2 separate regions of the Lactuca sativa genome follow, and region 2 is linked to region 1. Evidence: chromatin contacts called from public Hi-C data. All regions are on one chromosome and are shown on one strand. The core of a region is the stretch at or near the end of the contact, and the rest is flanking DNA. Distances in the headings are between cores, read along the strand shown.

Region 1 (4,165 bases), core at 890-3,389:
CATCCCCTTTTTTGTGTTTAGTTCTTTTCTGTTCCCAGAATCCAATCGGCACCCACCCCATCCTTCTCTCTCTAAAATTGGTGAGAATTCACAGATCGAGTTATATGCAGAATCTTAAGTATGTTTGTTTGAATCAAAGGTAATTTGCTCGATTTCTCTGTGTTATAGATATTGCAACCTCTATGTAACTGTGATTTGCAACTTGTAGCGCAAATTTTGTGAATTTCTTCCTTCCTTCATCTCTGTGTTTATTTGTTGAATCGATGTCTGACATCTGTAACTGGAGCACTCGTTCATCTCTGTGTTTATTTGTTGAACAATATTGTTGAAAATGTGCTCTTTGTTCTAATTTGTTCTTTTTTGTTGATATATGTGTATGTATAGCTGAAATCTATTGTTGAATCTTGTTGATTTGTGCTGAAATATGATTCTTGATCTTGCTGGATTATGTGTTCATTTGCTGAGAATGTGTTTGTAGTTCTTTATTGTGCTGTATTTTGTTATGTGATGAATTATTGTTGAATTCATTTGCTGAAATGTAATTATGAAATTGAAATATTTGTGGATGTATAGTTGAAATTGAATTAATTTGTTGAAATTGAGTTCATTTGTTGAATTCACTTGTTATGGGTTGTTTGTTCATTTGGGTCTTTTTTTTTGAAAAAATTTGGGTTATGATTAGTGATTAATGGGTAAGATGATGGTTTAAAATCATGTTTCCAGTTTGACGGATTTTATCACATATGTTTTTAAGGTGTGGTTTCACTGGTTACAGAAATGGGAGAAAGGATGAGAACATACTTTCCCAATGTTATAATTGAAGGGGTTAACGAGAATGAATTGGCGTTGGAATGGACTGGAATTCCACTTGTGAAGATTTTATGTTTGTATGTAATTAGATGCATGGCTAGATAGAATTATAGATTTGTACATAAATTAATAATTAATTACTCATACATTTAAGTTTGATTTGGATTGATGTTTAATTTTGATTTATTTAATTTGGATTTTTTATTTATTTTTCTACATAATTATTCAAGAAGTTGATTTGGTTATTTTATAAACAAAAACATTGAATTTAGCAAAAATAATACAAAAGGGCAAAACGGTCATTTCTATAATTCAACACTATAATTCAGAGGTTCCAACCAAACAGTAATTTAAAATTCATATCTTAAAAATTCAGACCCTCTTAGAAATTCAAACATCTTATAAATTCAGATTTTGCCAAACAGCCTCTTAATTTGTTTAAATTATATTTTGTTTGCCTTTTACTTTGTTTACGAGCACTAATACAATGATTTTAGTTTTTGATTTCGTTGATTATAAACTTCAATAAATACTAATTTGAATTTGATGAAAATTGGTATTAGGATCAATGTCACAAAAGATTTTATGAAGAAAAAGATACAAATGTTGGAATTTATACAAGTATAATCTAATAACTTTATAATATATCGACTTGTTGAAATTCATATATTTTTAAAAGGGGTTTGTTGAATTTTGTGGTGTATAATAATAATAATAATAAATAAATAAATAAAAACTTTGTTGAATTTCATATCAATTAATAAAGGTTGTTACTGATTGGCTTTTGATTGAGTCAATGCCCGTCTGAATCATATACAATCATAAATCTGACTCAAAAATAATATTAGAGAAACAAGGACCAAATAAAATACTTCTAACCGTATACCCAACCTTTTATGATATCGAATCTATCTCTTCTAATAAATGAAACCTAAAAATGACATGTGTCAGTTTTTTAGAATGTCTTTTTGACATGTGACATTTTTATATGATTTTTATTATTTTATTTTTTGATAACAAATCAAATTCAATTCAAAATTTGAAAATACAAAATCATATCATAATAACATTATTATGTTTATTTTGCTTAACAAATTAATTCATAATTACTTACAATCGACAATTGTTTTTTATGACTTTTTTTTTATTTATATAAAAAATTTAAATATATCAAACGGAAGTTTTCAAATGGATTATATATTTGAATGTAAGGAAACTATACAAAACTTAAAAATGGATACCCAATACCATTATTGGTTTTCTGGTTTTGGTTATGGGCTATAGATTGTTTCCGCTTCCCAGCCCAGTTTTGCGAACGGGCCTTACCCTAGATCAACGGTCTGAAATCAAACACAATTGATCTAACGTCATATTATATGTAGAGTGTGCAGCATCGTTTAGGGTTTAGGAAAGAAACTGCTGTAATTCGGAGTTGCAATCTTCGATCTCCAATATCCGTTAACTGTTGATACGTTCGAACCAACATGGTGAGTTTCTCGTTTCACAATTCTATCATAATCTGATGCTAAATGCAATATGTGTGTATGTGTGATAATGGATTTATCGAACATTATAGGGTCTGTCAAACGATTTCGATCTGCTTAACCCTCCAGCTGAGTTGGAGAAGAAGATGCATAAGTTGAAACGTCTGGTCCAGTCACCAAACTCTTTCTTCATGGTATCTAGGCTTCTTTTACTTTTTTTTTTCTATACAAAACCCTAATTTGTATCTAACAACTTATAATTTTGCAATTACAGGACGTGAAGTGCCAGGGTTGTTTCAACATGTGAGTTTTAATCTTATTTTTGTTGTATTTTCTTTCAATTCGTGTTTACCCCTTTTTGATCTCTTTTGATGTTGGTGTGCACAGCACAACTGTATTTAGCCACTCCCAAACCGTGGTGGTATGTGGAAACTGTCAGACGGTGTTGTGCCAGCCGACCGGTGGTCGTGCCAGACTAACTGAAGGATGCTCTTTCCGGCGGAAGGGTGATTGATCATGGAAACGGTTTTGCTTTATTATGGATAATCAGAAACTATTTGGGTTACGAAAATCTTTATGATAGGTTTTTATGTTAGATTTGTGAGATCACAAAACTTGCTATAGCTTGATTGATAACTTATTTCTGTAATTGGTGATGAAGTTTTGGAATTTTTTATATTATCGTTTGTTTCTATAAGATATCCTCGTTTTGTTTCTTGATTCCTTCCTCAGACAAGCTTTTGTTTTGTTAATTGTGAGGCATTTCAATATTTCTTTGACTATGTTATTGTCTATCTTGTTTCATGAGTTAAATTTAGAGATAGAAATCGTGGTTCACGACTTCATATGTATGATTCAAGTGTTGATCTTAATAAAATAAGTCATGTTTTATGTATGGCTTTATGCAATAAGCCAATCATTGTGGTCAGTACTGTATTTTCAATGATACAATATACATCATTTCCAAGGTGAAAAACATGTATTTTTTGTGCCATTGTGACTGGAAAAGATAATTGTAAAATCAAAAGAATTATTGTAAATTACACGAACGGCCCCTGGGTTTGGGTTAGTCTGAGTGCCAACGTCTTACAAAAGGAAATGAAAGAATTATGAGAAGAAAACACAACTTGTATGCACATGCCATTTTCTTATTGTAAGAAATGAAAAGAAATGTGAGAAGACTAGAACTCGAGACATGTTTAGTGTAATGTACGTGTCTTACCGATGAGCAAAATAATATTTTATAATTAGCGTTGCATGAGTTACATTTTTGTAATTAACACAATGTATATAATTAACACTACATTGAGTAATGTACAAGACTTGCACCTAAAATAGTCTTTGAAGTTGTGCTTACTTTTTCTTAAGTTTTGTACATAAAAATTGAATTCAATCTTTTGTTACAAATTTGTAAGTTCCTATTAAAATATCAATCTATAAAAAAAATATTGAGATCAGTGATACCCATTGTTATTTTTAATATATAAATAAAATAAAAATAAAAATAATATATATGATCTTGTAAATCTCTTTTAAGTATTCCATTGTAATTTCATTATTTATCATTGTTTTTAGTAAAACGATGTAGTCAACAAAAAATATTTAATCCGTATAAATAGAAAAAAAAAACAAATAAAGTTAACATGTTCGAAGAAACCGAAAAAAAGAAAAAAAAGACTATTTAGAATGCGTTTGGTCGACAAAAAATGATTGGAATCGGAAGGAAAGGAATTTCAATTCTCTCAATTTCATGCATTTGGTTCAACTTAAGGAAGGCTTCATACCTTGGAAACTAGATTCCTTCAAGAAACATATGGAAATAATTTAATACCATTTAGGAAAGTAAAACATTACCATTGTACCCTTTTTAT
Region 2 (4,165 bases), core at 683-3,182, 270 kb before region 1:
TTTGGGCCCCAAGCTTCTCTGTAGTATCAACAGCATCTTCATTTTGAACCTGAGAGGTTGCAGGGTTGGTAGAAGTTGGTGCACAGTCAGCAGCACCCCAATAAGGAGAAACATCCATAGGTGAACAAGATCCAGGAGACTCCTCACAAGACTGTGTGACTCCTTCAGATAAATGAGTCAGGATAACTTGTGGACGATTGCTAGATTGTTGTCTCACTTTTGCCTTGGTCTTTTTTAACTTTCTTTGGCTTACAGAATTGTTTTTACTGAATTCTAACTTCTTACCTAAACCAGGAAACATATCTGATGTGAAAGAAACCGGAATGTTTATATCTGGTGTATTGAAGCCTGTAAATGAAGCATTGCTTGAAAAGCTGAAGTTGTTGGTTGTTCCAGCTTCATTGATCTTATTCTTAGTAGTACTGACTTTTGTGGGGTCATGGATATTTGAAGTCTTTGTGTCATGGGGGACTTTACATTGAGGGTTGTCACCGAAAGCATTGCCTAAATTACTTCCAAAAACAAAAGTGGAATTACCATCAAGAACAGAATCTACATTATCCCCTTGCTTCTTTAAGTGATCAGAGCTTCCTGCTCCTTGACTCTTCATAATGTTCGTTTCATCATCAACTTTCATGTTTCCCTTGAAGCTGGATTTTTTTTCATTATGAGTTCCAATATGAAAGATTCCATTGACTTTGTTGTTTCCAAATATTACTCCACTATCTACATTCCTATTAGCACTTTCAGGTGCTAACTTGTCAACCTTCTCTTTGGATTTTTGTTTTCCAATACTCGAATCTGTCTGAAAATCTCTATGATTGGCAGAAAACACAAATCCCAGATTTTCAAATTTTTTGCTATCTGATGTATTGTTCTCCTCTGTCTTTAGGTTGCTATTCATCGAGGGTGCAGCTTCACCTGATCCTTTTGATCCCAAATTTAAGAATGACATTGAATTGACCAGATGGAAATCAGGCATAGTTTTGAAGTTATTGACCTTCATAAACCCATCAATACCTGAGCTTCTAACTGTTCCACTAGATTCACTATCATCTAGATGCAATCCTACACCTTCACGCCCATGTTCATGCCCAATATTGCTTGAATTCGAGTTCAGTACACCATTATTCATATTCGCACCAAACAAAATATCCACACCATTAAGTTTTCCAAACTTATTAGAGCCTCTTTCACTAGCTTTTCTATTGTCCCCCATTTCATCATCAGCTCCAAAAACAAAATTTAAATCACCAGACTGAAAATTATTTCCACTCTTCTGTACCTTTTCTGCACCCATCTTGTTTCCTAATTGATTATTATTAGTAACTCCCATGGTAAACCGCATTAGATTAAAATCCAAAACCTCACCGTCACGCTGTCGTTCATCATTCCCATCACATCCCGTTTTCCCTAAACTCGAGCTTAACACTGAACCACTAGTAGTCGCATTGAACACGAAACCAGTAGTATCACGTGTACTATTATCAGATTTTTTACTCACTGGACCGTTACAGCTTGATTGTTTCTTCACTTTTACGTGTTTCCTCCTCGAAGAACGAACAGTGGTCGCTTCCGCTGCCGCCGCGTCATTTGAACAATCAAAGTCAAGTTTACTAGAATTCATGAGATTGAAACTATTATTGAATATACCTGAATCAGTAAAATGTCCCTGAGCGCTAGGGTTAGGGTTCTGGAAATACGAACGCTGTGTGGAGGACGATGATGGGGATAAAAAATCTTCGACTGCCGGTGACATGGAAATAATGCTACGATCTCGAAAGTAAACGAAAAAAATCAATCGGTGCGCCGCCGCCGGTGGCGAGGTTGAAGCGATGGGCGGTGAGTTAATCTGAGTTTAGCTTTTCTTCTTTTCCCCACCTGAACAATTGAATAGCTACCAATACTCGCTCTGTTTTAAAGAAAGTAAAAGGAGGGAATTCGAGGGTTATCGAGAGGCATTATAATTTACAAATGTTTTCGAATTACTTCTATAACCATTTTCGATATTTACTAATTAAAACATCGTAAATATACACAAAACAATTATCAAGTTTTTAACATACTCATTTTAATCATCTGATTATTTTGATTCATAATTATAATTCAAAGAAGAATTGTTCCAATCCATTTCCCAGTGTTCAATAAATTTACTTTGATTTGTATTTTTCAATTTTAGGGTTGAAATCAATTAGATTTGGACAAAGGAATCAGATTTGTTTATACTTAAAACTGTATTATGGTAAATGTAAAACTATTTACTACGTTTAGGATAGTTCTATGTGTCACTTTTTTTTTTACATTACACGTTTACATCCGGAATTTGTTTGAGGTGTCCACGTTACCTCATTATTACTTGTTGGTGTAGGTTTTCCAGTTTAAAAATGAGTTTTTCGGCTAAAGATGAATTTTTCGATCAAATCTCTAGTTAAACACTCAAAAACTCATGAACACACACACATTGGCGGATCCTTTAAGGGCCAGGAGGCCATGGCCTCCCAGGTTTTTGGCATAACATTTAACATCATAAGAGGAATATAAACTAAATTTTCAGAATTTCAAAGCCAAATCATAAAATGAAAACCAATCCGAACTATAAAAACAAAGTTTTAGCAAATCATAACAATAGTTGAGGTATTATTGGAATTTCTGTAACATCGAATTCTTATAAAAAAATAAAGGGTTAATGTCATAAAAATTATCAAGTTTTCAGGGTTTTGTCGGTTTTGCCCAAAGTTGAAATTTATGTCCGTTTTTACCCAAACATTTTCGAAAAAATGTTCGGTTTTACCCTTTTACCGGTGATAACAGGTTTTCCAGGTTACCATTATATTAAATTCGCAAAAAAAAACCCTTAAATTTATCTTTTTTTGCGTTTTTACCCTTAAGTTTATAAATTTTTTTACACTTTTATCCTAAGTATATTTTTTTCATAATATACATATTCATATGATTTTTCTGCTTGAATACGTATAATATGAAAAAAAAAATACATAGGGTAAAAGTGTAAATTATAAACTTAAGGGTAAAAACGTAAATAAAACTGTAAACTTAAGGGTTTTTTTTGCGAAGTTAATATAATGGTAACCTGTTATCACCGGTAAAAGGGTAAAACCGAACATTTTTTGGAAAATGTTAGGGTAAAAACGGACATATAATTCAACTTTGGGCAAAACCGACAAAACCCTAAACACTTGAGGGTTTTTATGACATTTGCCCAAAAATAAAAATCCTAACAAATTTTGGAATCTACCAAAATTTCTATATAATCTAGAAAAATTTTAAAACCAAATCTCAAACCTTTATAAACTCAGAAAACCTAACATATGGACTTTGTCTCTAGTCACCGCCTAGGGTTCTTGTTGTCACTCGTTCGACGGCGACAATATTGTTTGACGGAAATTGTCCCTCCCATCACCGGTTGAAGTCGAAGTCACTAAGGTCTTGCCAGTCGGCCTTGTGGATCGATGTATGTCCTACTATCAACTAATTCTTGCATATTCACTCACTCTAGCCATATCTCTATTTCTTTCTTTTAGAGTGTGTTTTTTATATGAAATTGATATTTCTTGTTTCTGTTTTGAAGCTACCATTTTTCTCTTTCTATATGCAAAAAGCTTTGGGAACATAAGAAAGACTTAGAGTATTGGCCTAATACCTTCCCCAAACATGTATATATTCAATTAATATATTTACTTATTTACTCGTTAGCTGTTAGCTGATATAAACTTTTGATTTTATTGGACTGCCTTCTAGATTATAAATTTGTTTGGAAATAAATAAACTATGAGATTATTAAGTTTGTTTATTTTTAGGTTGTAATCGTCTATGTTCATTAGGATTATGACATGTGATTTAATAAATAATTCATGCTTTTTAATTTTGATGTACTCATCTTTTCGATTGTTCATTAGGATTATGACATGTGATTTAATAAATAATTCATGCTTTTTAATTTTGATGTACTCATCTTTTCGATTATTAAATTGTTTGGAGATAAACAAAAACAGAAGCAAATTAATAGGTTTTGTTAGAATAAAAAATCATAATATAAAGACTTTCAAAAAACAATTATAAAATATATTTTTTCTCATATTATTATCAAAAACCTATATTTTAATTATCTTAACATTAATAAATTTTATGTATATTATAATTTGTCATA

Evidence for each region. Hi-C and Micro-C count contacts between places; a contact is called where the count stands out from the background.
Region 2: a contact with region 1 is called in a Hi-C map of leaf, with 9 times the contacts expected there. The contact joins the promoter of LOC111888018 here to the promoter of LOC111889260 in region 1. A contact is called at or near these places in 2 of 4 Hi-C or Micro-C datasets (both in leaf).

Annotation. Positions count from the first base shown.
Region 1 is chr8:125,892,308-125,896,472 of Lsat_Salinas_v11, reverse strand. It overlaps LOC111889260 (40S ribosomal protein S27-2), which reads left to right and starts at 2,139. Exons shown (of 4, transcript XM_023885394.3): 1 at 2,139-2,297; 2 at 2,387-2,488; 3 at 2,569-2,597; 4 at 2,682-3,014. The coding sequence starts at 2,295. The coding sequence ends at 2,808.
Region 2 is chr8:126,161,820-126,165,984 of Lsat_Salinas_v11, reverse strand. It overlaps LOC111888018, which reads right to left and starts at 1,932. Exons shown (of 10, transcript XM_023884135.2): 1 at 1,372-1,932; 2 at 1-1,308. The coding sequence starts at 1,759.